Linked DNA regions of Mus musculus: regions 2 and 3 are each linked to region 1. The links are chromatin contacts, called in public HiChIP or PLAC-seq and promoter capture Hi-C maps. All regions are on one chromosome and are shown on one strand. Each heading gives the region's core, a stretch centred on a gene start, on an enhancer-like site or on the middle of the called end of the contact. The rest is flanking DNA. Distances are from core to core; before and after follow the strand shown.

What was found. Promoter capture Hi-C pulls out the DNA fragments that hold promoters and counts their contacts. HiChIP or PLAC-seq counts read pairs in DNA pulled down with a chosen protein or histone mark.
Region 2: a contact with region 1 is called in an H3K4me3 HiChIP or PLAC-seq map of bone marrow-derived macrophages, with 2.2 times the contacts expected there. The contact joins the enhancer-like site here to the promoter of Nans in region 1. A contact is called at or near these places in 1 of 39 promoter capture datasets (pre-B cells), 1 of 484 Hi-C or Micro-C datasets (uterus), 4 of 115 datasets of contacts at active chromatin or transcription factors (bone marrow-derived macrophages, embryonic stem cells and pancreatic cancer cells) and 4 of 9 other capture datasets (adipose tissue, liver, macrophages and 1 more).
Region 3: a promoter capture Hi-C map of the HPC-7 cell line shows a contact between it and region 1, with 2.9 times the contacts expected there. The contact joins the enhancer-like site here to the promoter of Nans in region 1. A contact is called at or near these places in 9 of 39 promoter capture datasets (the C10 cell line, the HPC-7 cell line, embryonic stem cells and 4 more), 8 of 484 Hi-C or Micro-C datasets (B cells, the G1E-ER4 cell line, bone marrow-derived DN3 thymocytes and 4 more), 7 of 115 datasets of contacts at active chromatin or transcription factors (embryonic stem cells, fetal liver and stem cell-derived neural progenitor cells) and 4 of 9 other capture datasets (adipose tissue, embryonic stem cells, liver and 1 more).

What each region holds. Positions count from the first base shown.
Region 1 is chr4:46,487,483-46,490,579 of GRCm38.p6, reverse strand. Nans (N-acetylneuraminic acid synthase (sialic acid synthase)) reads right to left here and starts at 1,251. Exons shown (of 6, transcript NM_053179.3): 1 at 1,090-1,251. The coding sequence starts at 1,221.
Region 2 is chr4:46,629,286-46,632,552 of GRCm38.p6, reverse strand. It overlaps Tbc1d2 (TBC1 domain family, member 2), which reads left to right. Exons shown (of 13, transcript NM_198664.3): 4 at 2,544-2,677. Among named protein-coding and RNA genes, the nearest start is that of Gm42281, 9.7 kb to the right of the region's middle. Within about 2 kb of position 2,017, at least 74 of the 459 cell types and tissues checked have an H3K27ac peak or open chromatin away from gene starts, as enhancers often do. A contact at or near this core is called in adipose tissue, bone marrow-derived macrophages and embryonic stem cells, where this site is marked.
Region 3 is chr4:46,674,235-46,677,216 of GRCm38.p6, reverse strand. Gabbr2 (gamma-aminobutyric acid (GABA) B receptor, 2) reads left to right here. Exons shown (of 19, transcript NM_001081141.2): 17 at 2,641-2,770. Among named protein-coding and RNA genes, the nearest start is that of Tbc1d2, 26 kb to the right of the region's middle. Within about 2 kb of position 1,591, at least 18 of the 459 cell types and tissues checked have an H3K27ac peak or open chromatin away from gene starts, as enhancers often do. A contact at or near this core is called in the G1E-ER4 cell line and the HPC-7 cell line, where this site is marked.

The DNA of each region.
Region 1 (3,097 bases), core at 2-2,501:
ACGGGTCCAAGCTTGAGAGCCTAGCCTAGTCTACAGAGTAAATTCCAAGCCAATCTACATTACAGAGTGAGACTCTTGTCTCCAAAAACAATAATAACAATCAATTAAAAAGATAACAAACCAAAAAAAGAAAAAAGAAAAAAGAAATCACAGGGTAGACTTTATGAAAGCTGAGGGTTAGGGTCACAATGACGAACAGGACGGTTTCTCTTCAAAGATTCATTCAAAACAAAGAAAGGATTAAAAGAAAGTATGACAAGTCCTGAGTGAAGGCTAGCACCTGTAATCCCAGTACTTGGAAGCCTGAAGCAAAATATCTGAGGGATAGCCTGGGATACATGATGACTCCCAGTCTAGCCCAGGTTAGAGTAAGTCCCTGTTTTAAAAGGACTAGAAGCAAAACACCGTGAGACCTAGGGCTGCGGGCTGTAGCTGGAGAAGCCATCCCTGTCGTTCGGACTGAACGTGTGGAAACTTACTAAGAGAAGTGGGTGGGCGTGTAGTCACAAGCATCTCAGCAGCTGTAGTTAGTGGTCACCCAAGGAGCCCTGGACTAATTATTGTGCTTTTCACTCCTTCCCTTCACGGATGCTCATCCCAGCTCCATGAAGCCGGGTTTTCAAATCAGGCAGCTTAGTCCCTAACCCGATCTGCACTTTTTACCGGTTAGTAATCCAAACACTGGGACTGAGAAAAACCACACCAACTTCCAAGGACTGTAGACAAATATCACACGGGAGGATCTCTGGGGTGGCATATGACAAGCAGGAAGGGGCTGGGTCCCTAAGATTCTGGTTAGGTAGGAAGCCACGGAGCAGGCCAGGCAAGGGTAGGAGCTGATCTAAACAGAAAGAAGATCGGTTGGGAGGGCGAGCAAGAGCAGCTGTTAGACGGAGTTGGGGAGCCGAGGCAAGAGAGACGCGGAGCACAGGACCAGAAGGCAATCGCGGCCGCGCTCTCCCAAGCCCCTCCGTGAATTCTCCCGGGCCCCTCCGTTAGCCTGCCCCCCGCCCGGGTTCCCTGCAAACTCCTCCGTCAACCTTCCTGGGCTCCTCCGCTACTTACTCCTCCACGGGCCCCGCCCCTCACCTTGGCAGTGCGGATCATGCGCTTGGCCACATCTATGTCTCCTTGGTGGTTCTGGCCGATCTCCGCGATGATGAAGCACGGGTGCTTTCCACCCACCCAGCGCCCGGGACACAGCTCCAGTTCCAGCGGCATGGTGCATTACCCGCGCCTGCTTGCTGCCCCGGGCGTTTCCGCACCCGCCGCGCAGGCCCGCAGGTCTCAGCCCCGCCACGTCAGCCGGCGGCTGTCGCGCAGCCAATCCGCGGGCCCCGTCTCGCTCGACAGCCAATCGGAGCCTTACCTCTGCAGAGAGCGGGGAGAAAAGCAAGCCCCGCCCCTCCAGCGCTGCCTACGCCTCTAGACACAATTTGGTCTACTTTATGGCTAGATAGAAGAACAAGGAGAGAGTGCAGCCCATGAAGCAGTCAGGAAAGTAGGTGTTCTAGAGTTCGAATCCCATGGTTGCGGATTCTGAGACAGAACAGAAAGACGAGGAAATCTTGCGAGCATAAGACAGAGAGGAGCGCTCACCCAAGAATCTGCGTGATGTCTTTTGTCAACAGACTAACAGGAATTTCCACGCAGCCGCTAACAACTAACTGTAGTCTGCAGTTTTCTAGAAATCTCATGAAAAATCACGTTAGAGGGAAAGGGCAGACACCAAATGCCTCAGGAAACCCTAGTGGCTCCTGGTTTTGCCATATCAGGTTATACCCCATCCAAGGCATCTCTGGAGCCACCTCACTTTCCAAGAGAGTGAAGGAAATGGGTGGTGGTGGGGAATCTTAGTAACCTTGTGAGATGCAACTTGAGAAGCACTAAAATGGTATTTGTGGCTAACATTAAGACAGTTATGACTCTCTGGTCTTCTCAAGCATTGTTTACATTCTTCCCTGAAACAGAAGTATCATATAGAATTGTAAGACAGTATATAGAAATCTTTGAAGCCGGGCATAGTGGCACACGCCTTTAATCCCAGCACTCGAGAGGCAGAGGCAGGCAGATTTCTGAGTTCGAGGCCAGCCTGGTCTACAAAGTGAGTTCCAGGACAGCCAGGGCTATACAGAGAAACCCTGTCTCGAAAAAAACAAAAGCAAAAACAACAAAAAAAGAAATCTTTGATTGCAAAAATTGGTATGGTATTTAATTTGTTTAATTTGTTTTTATGTATATGGTTTGTTTTGTGCACCACATGTGTGCCTGGTACCTGAAGAACTGAGAAGAGGGAATCATAGTCCCTGGAATTGGAGTACAGACGATTGTGAGCCACCAAGTGGATGCTGAGAACTGAGCCCAGGTCCTCTGGAAGAGCAGCCAATGAGCCTTATCGCTGAACCATGCATGCCTCCAGTCCACAGTGCAGTACATTTTAGACAGCCATAGCTGTTTCTACTATATGAGAGGCATTAGCCTCAGGGAGTTTCACTAATTTGGCCAAAGTCATCCTGAACTCTAGAGCGGGGCTCAGACTGCGGCCCTGGAGTGTCTCCCAGCCCGGGTCTCCTACAGCACACTCCTTGGATTTCAGAGTTAGATCGATTTCCTGTTTGACTACACAGAACTGAAGAACGGAAGACAGCCAGGACAGAGGTTGTTTTGTTTTGTTTTGTTTTGTTTTGTTTTGTTTTTGTGTGGTGTTTTCAAGACAGGGTTTCTCTGTGTAGCCCTGGCTGTCCTGGAACTCACTTTGTAGACCAGGCTGGCCTCGAACTCAGAAATCCACCTGCCTCTACCTCCCAAGTGCTGGGATTAAAGGCGGGTGCCACCACCGCCCGGCCAGAATAGAGGGTTTGAACACATTGGAATAAACATGTAGTTCAAAGTACCCACAAGACAGGAAGAAACACATCTGAACCTGACTGAGAGGGAGGGAGCTCTGGAAGCCATCCCCAGGAAGAAAGGCTGAGGAGATGGAGAAAGCAGGACAGATAGGGGGTGGGGCGGTCATAGCAGAGGAAGCAGAGAGCAGACAACACCCACAGAGAACTGGCGAGTGTCCCAGAGAGGGCAAGTCAACATGGAAGGCCCA
Region 2 (3,267 bases), core at 768-3,267, 140 kb before region 1:
TGTGGAATGAGGGTTTTCCAGAGTGACTTGTCTATCATATTGCTGGAAGGATGGGTCTCACACAGGGACAACACAACCCAGCCAGGGCTATCGTATTTCCTGTCCCCTTGTCTGTCCACCCCACCCCACCCCACTGTGCTTAGTGAATATCCTCCAGCTGCAGTAAAATGGTAACGTCATAGTGAAAACTAGTTGTTGTGGTAGCTCAAAACAAATTTCTGCAATTCACAGAAAATATGAACTGTCACTAGGTGGGGTAGCTCTTAATGTTCTCTCTCTCTCTCTCTCTCTCTCTCTCTCTCTCTCTCTGGGGTAGCTCTTAATGTTCTCTCTCTCTCTCTCTCTCTCTCTCTCTCAGAAAAAGAGTCAACATATCAAATTTATTTCAGTTTTTTTTCCTATCCTTCATGTAAGGCAGAAAACGTTCATGGCTACTCCGTGATAGTGAGTGCAGTGACATTGGATCAGGAGAAGTGTAGGACTGGGGCTATAGCTCAGTTGGTAGAGTCCTTGCCTCTCAGAATCACCGGCACTCTGCGTTGATCCCTGGTGCCTGCCACACAGCAGACGGGTCGGAAGTCCAGAGTCATCCTCTGTCACAGTAAATCTGTGAAGCATGAGATGTGATCTGAGACACATGGGACTCCGTCTCAAGAATAAGAAAAATTCATAGGAAGGCCTCGAGAGATGCTCAGAGGTAAGTGACCTCAGGTCCCGTCTATTGCTGGAGCACAACTGGCCAGCCAGTCTAGCTGAGCAGCGAGTTCTGGATTCCTAGAGAGGCCCTGTCTAGAAAATAACAAATGTGGATAGTGAATGAAGAAAACAGCCAGTGTCTACCTGTGCCCTACACACACACATACAGGGCTGGGACTGGGGCTGAGGTTAGCCTTTTTCTGCATGGCAAATGATTTTAGTTGTAAGATCATTGTGGGATCGCAAAGAGGAACATGCAACACACATTTAAACCAGGCCCTGGATTCCTCCACATCTTGTATCTACATTGAAACAGATTTCAGGAAATGTCAAAGACCAATGGCTAAGTTTTCCTGCCTTCCAAACCCCTCCTACAAAACTCCATTGGGAAGCACGCCTGCCTGAGGCTGGCTCACAGAAGCCATCTCCTGTGTGCCACAAGCCATGGCTGCCCTCCTTGTACAGGCGTGCCTCCTAGTCGAGTGTTTCTTGTTGTGGTGCACGGGCAGATTCTCCTTACACAGCCTGCAGTTTCCAACAGCTCATATAGGGAGGTCTTTCTCTCTCCCTTGCTGCTGATTTCTCAATTGCTGTGCTCTCATCTCTGCTCAGGAGCATAAGCACCTGGGCTATCTCTTCTTCTGCTGGGCCATGAATTGGTTGTAGTCTGGACTCTCAGGACAGCCTTTGGTGCTACCTGGTTCCTTTCTGTAAACCACACAAAGGTTAAGTCTGGACTCTGGACTGGGGCCTCAGCTTCAACCAGCTGCCTAGGCACCCGTGTAGTTAAGCCCCTCGGTAGCCACAAGTCAGGCATCGTGGCTCCGGGTCTAAGGAGAGAGCAAAGGTAGAAAGCTGCCAGGAAGTGTTTACAACATGCCTCAGGAGAGCTGGGAGCCACTGATGGCCTTTGGGCATGCTAGTTAGGAGGCCAGAGGGTTTGGGAAAGTTAGGTCCGCAAGGCCATTCAACAAACATGAAGCAATTTCTTATTACAGGCGCTGTACTGCTGTTCTAAGTTTACCCGTGAGCAGAGTGACAGGCGTGGGGCACATACTTCAGCAGCAAGGTTGGGATTATGGGAACCGAGCTTATATAAGTGGCCATGGCAGGAACGGTGGTTACCTGCACAAAACCTGTACGAGATCCAGCCAGTCATTAATTCCTGCACCAATGGGGGAGGGGTTCGTGAGGCTCAGCGCACTATTGCCAACTAGTGGCTACCGGGGAAGGGAGAACCATTGTTCTTCAGGGTTGTGACCAATGGTAGGTTGTCCTTGCTCAAGCAGGCAACAGTAATTGGACTCTGTGGGAAGGGCATTGGTTGAGGCGGTTGGGGAAGTGGGTGGGGGAAGTTAGGGAGGATATGGTCATGATACACGGTAGGAGGCTGGGGAAATAAACGGTTCAGTGGTTAAGAGCACTTACTCTTGTAGAGGGCCCTCACCCATTCTAGTCCCAGCATCCGCACAGTGGCTCACAACCATCTGTAATCCAGTTCTAAGGGATCCGATGCCCTCTTCTGACCACCGCAGACAGCAGGAGTGCACATGGTTCACAGATATACATGCAGGCAAAACACTCATAAAATAAAATGAATCTAAAAGGAAATCACTGCATGTATGTGATAAATTCACCAGGAATAAAAGGGTAGGGAAGTGCAGTGTAGATGGGGCTTTGTAAGAAGGGCGAGGAGCTTGGGCCAGGGCTGGGGAGGCGGGGATGCATCATACAGGATGCTGAGGAGAGCGATTGGAATGACTGGAAGCATGCTGCTGAGGCCAGAGCTCTGCAGGCAGCAGGAAGGCAGAGACTGCTGGCCTCACACTCCTCACTTGTCCTTTCAGAAACACCATGCACAACATCCGTGGCAACAAGCAGGCCCAAGCGGCAGCCCACGGGCCACTCGTGGAAGACTCGCCTCAGGGTGGAGAGCCTCAAAGCGGGGAACAGCCCTCGATCTCTGACCCCAGCCTTCCAGGTGAGCGTTGTCCAAGCCTGAGACCAAGCAATCTCTGTCTCCTCCCTGCCTGCAAGGGTGTGTGTGTGTGTGTGTGTGTGTGTGTGTGTGTGTGTGAAGAAGAACACACTTACGGTAGTTTTTATAGTTAGGAGGGAGCTGAGGAGTCCAAGGTGCACACGCTGCAGAGCAGGATTCTAGGAAAGATCTCCTCCAGGCTGGAAGACAGCGGTGCTGTGTCCTCTCCGGTGGCCAAGAGAGCTCTCATCTTTCCCTTCTTCTGAGGACACTAATCCTATCATGGGGCTGCACCTTCATCTGAATTACCCAAGGCCCTGCCTCCTGATGCTCCTAATGCTAACTCGGGGGACTAGAGCTTCAGCCTGGGGTTATGGTAACACACATTCAGTCCTTAGCAGGGTGTGTTGTGTGACAGACTCTTCCTGGGGCGATGTAGCACACACCACACACACACACAATCCATTCACTCCAGAAAGGGCACCCGTGATAGACCAAAATAATGATTACACCAACGTCCAACTTGGCTAAACCAGTGAACTTTTATTGGGGTTACTAATGGGTGGGGGGAGGGTACTTAAAAGGGTGAGGGG
Region 3 (2,982 bases), core at 342-2,841, 190 kb before region 1:
GAGAGTACAAAGATAAGCTTCCCCAGAGTGGCTGTGCTGTGGTGAACCTGTCCCCCAGTTCTGAATTGCTTCTTGAATAGTCCAGAGAGGGCATAGCCAGGACACTTCATGTCTAAGCCATACCCCAGATGAGGTCTCACTCTCACGTCCTAGGGTTCTGACTGAACCTACACCTGGGCTGAGTCAAGTTAGGGTGCTGGCCAAGCAACAGCAACAAAGAGGTCTCAAAAGCAGATAGCCCCAAAAGAGGGGCTGGAAAAGGAGAGCCATGAGGCCAGCCTGGGCTACTATCTGAAAAATGAAAGTGCGTTTACTTCTCCCTTCCCTAGTAGCCATGAGGACTGCAGTCACGGCTGGGCGGGGTCATTTGTGGGGTGGGGCTTCTCTTCTGCTTCCTGCTATTCCCCAGGCTCAGGAGGATGAAAACATGGCCTCAATCTCAGAGAGAAGAGACACAGAGAGCCCACATAAGAAATCACCTCTTAAGCAAGTGACACACACACACACAAACACACACACATACACACATATACAAGCATGCTCACACACACACATACACACATACACACACACACACACACACAAGCATGCTCACACACACATGTTCATACACATTCTCTCTCTCGCTCTCTCTCTCTCTCTCTCTCTCTCTCACACACACACACACACACACACACACACACACACTTTGCATACAGTTTGGCTCTGATTCTCTGTGCTGCCAAAATTTTCATGAGCTCATTTAGCCTCAGAGCACAGAGGAGACTGGGAAATGTAGCCTCTTGCCAGACCCTTTGCAGGGGGCAGAAGCTGGTAGCTAGATTGGATATGAGGTGACCAGGTATTTCTTAATTTCATATAAACTAGCAATCGTGTTTTCAGGGTGTATATGAAGGGGCCTCGGAGTCAGCACAGAACACACCCAGCACAAAGGAGATTATCACCCCAGAGGGCCGAGCTAGGGGCTGCCTCTGGATCTGGCAAAGACAGCAGCAGGTGTCTCTGCAGGAGTGGTTTTCAAGAAGAAAAGGGGAAGTCTGTGCTGGGATGAGTTGGTAAATTCTAATTGAACATTTTAATCAGCATAGACAAGTAACGAATTTTAATTTCTGGACTTTGGTGTTTTGATAACTGGACCTTAGTGTTTTAGTCAGGCAAAGAAAGTGCCCAAATAAGGGAATCAACCTTGATGGCTAGCTTTAGGGATGTAATCCAGTGGTTTAACAAGAGGCGGAAGGAGAGAGGAGAAGACCTAACATGCTTGCAGGCTTGGGCTTGTTAGAGATCCCTTCAGAACCCTGCTTACCGAGTGCAGGCAGTACCTAAACCACAAAGAGGGCTTTTGCTCTCTGAGGGTTAAACTCCACAGGACTCCTGCATTTTCCTTTGCTAGATCCAGCAACCTCAGTGGGGTCATAGAACCAACCCTGCCACACCGAGAGCCGACACACTCGTTTCACACCCCTGAAACAGTTTAAGATGGGGCTTCCTCCACCAGCCTCTGTGGCAAAGAAACCATCAGTTTTGCCGCTCTGAGCCCACTGCTAGTTCATCAGACATCTATAGCAAGCAATGACACAGCACCGGACTAAGCCCTCCACTTCCTTCCAGCAGCATAATCGCCCACTGCTGAGAGGCCCAGTGTGGCTTTGCTTGCCCTAGAATTGAGCCTTAATCGACGTTCCATTGGACCAATCCTCGGCTCCCAGCCCTGCCACTGCATAGCACAAATAAGAGTAGTGGTTTGTTTTTTCATTCATGTAGAAACTTAGTAGGCAGCAGCTTTGCCCCGACCTCAGAAGAGTGACTCACAGTTAATAAAACTCCCTTGTTGTTCTATAACTGGATACCCACTAGCCATCCCAATGTCCGCTGTCCATCACCCACACACACTTCCCTGGTTTTGCTCTAATTCTTCTGTAACCTAAGCATAACTGAGTCTCATCCTGCTCGGCTTCCCCAGGTAACCCAGCTGGCTGGAAACTGTATAGGGCTCAGGGATGCAAAGCTCTGCCTGGGAGTCTCCTGGATGGGTCTGCTGAGAAGCTGTAATGATAATTCTGATAGTCCTCTAGCAGCTGGTCCCCTCCTTATGTCAGGCACCGGGATAAACGCCCCATGCATCATCTCACTGAGCCTTCATACATCCTATGAGGCGGGTACTGTCATGTCCTTGTGCCACAGATAGAGGCTGAGACTCACACGCCCTGTACGGAGCCAGGAAGTATAGCCTGTCTTCCCTTGGCCTCAGCTGGCCTCTCTGCTTATCCCTGCTCCTTCCTTGCCTCTTGGTCTTCCTTGGACCTACTCAAGACTCAAGCCCAGACAAATCATGTGACTGCCAACCTCTGGTCCATCTCATCTCAGCTCCTGCTTGAATGAGTGCAACAAAGTCCTCTGGATGCAGAGGCCATGACGGGTAGTGATGGCTAACACCTTTAATCCCAGCATCCGGAAGGCAGAGGCAGGCAGATCTCTGAGTCTGAGGCCAGCCTGATCTACAGAGTGAGTTCCAGGACAGCCACGACTACACAGAGAAACCCTGTCTGGAAACACCAAAAGGGGTTGGGGGAGATGCAGGGGTCGAATCCCAGGGGCTGGGACCAGGAACTTGGTCTCAGATGGAATCTTGTCTTCCAGCTGGACAAAGACTTGGAAGAAGTCACCATGCAGCTACAAGACACACCAGAGAAGACCACATACATCAAACAGAATCACTACCAAGAGCTCAACGACATCCTCAGCTTGGGCAACTTCACAGAGAGCACAGGTGAGCAGAGGCAGGGCCCAGAGATGGGACCCGAAGCCATGAACACAGACAGACAGACAGACAGAGCTGAAGGCCCTGGACCCTCGTCTCCTGCCTACACACCTCTGTTCAGAGTCTTCTTCTCCCGTCCTTCAAGTTTCCACCCTCAGACGCCATATCTGCTTGTTCACAGCAGAGCTGGTGCCCCAGTGTTCTGACAGGGACACACTTTT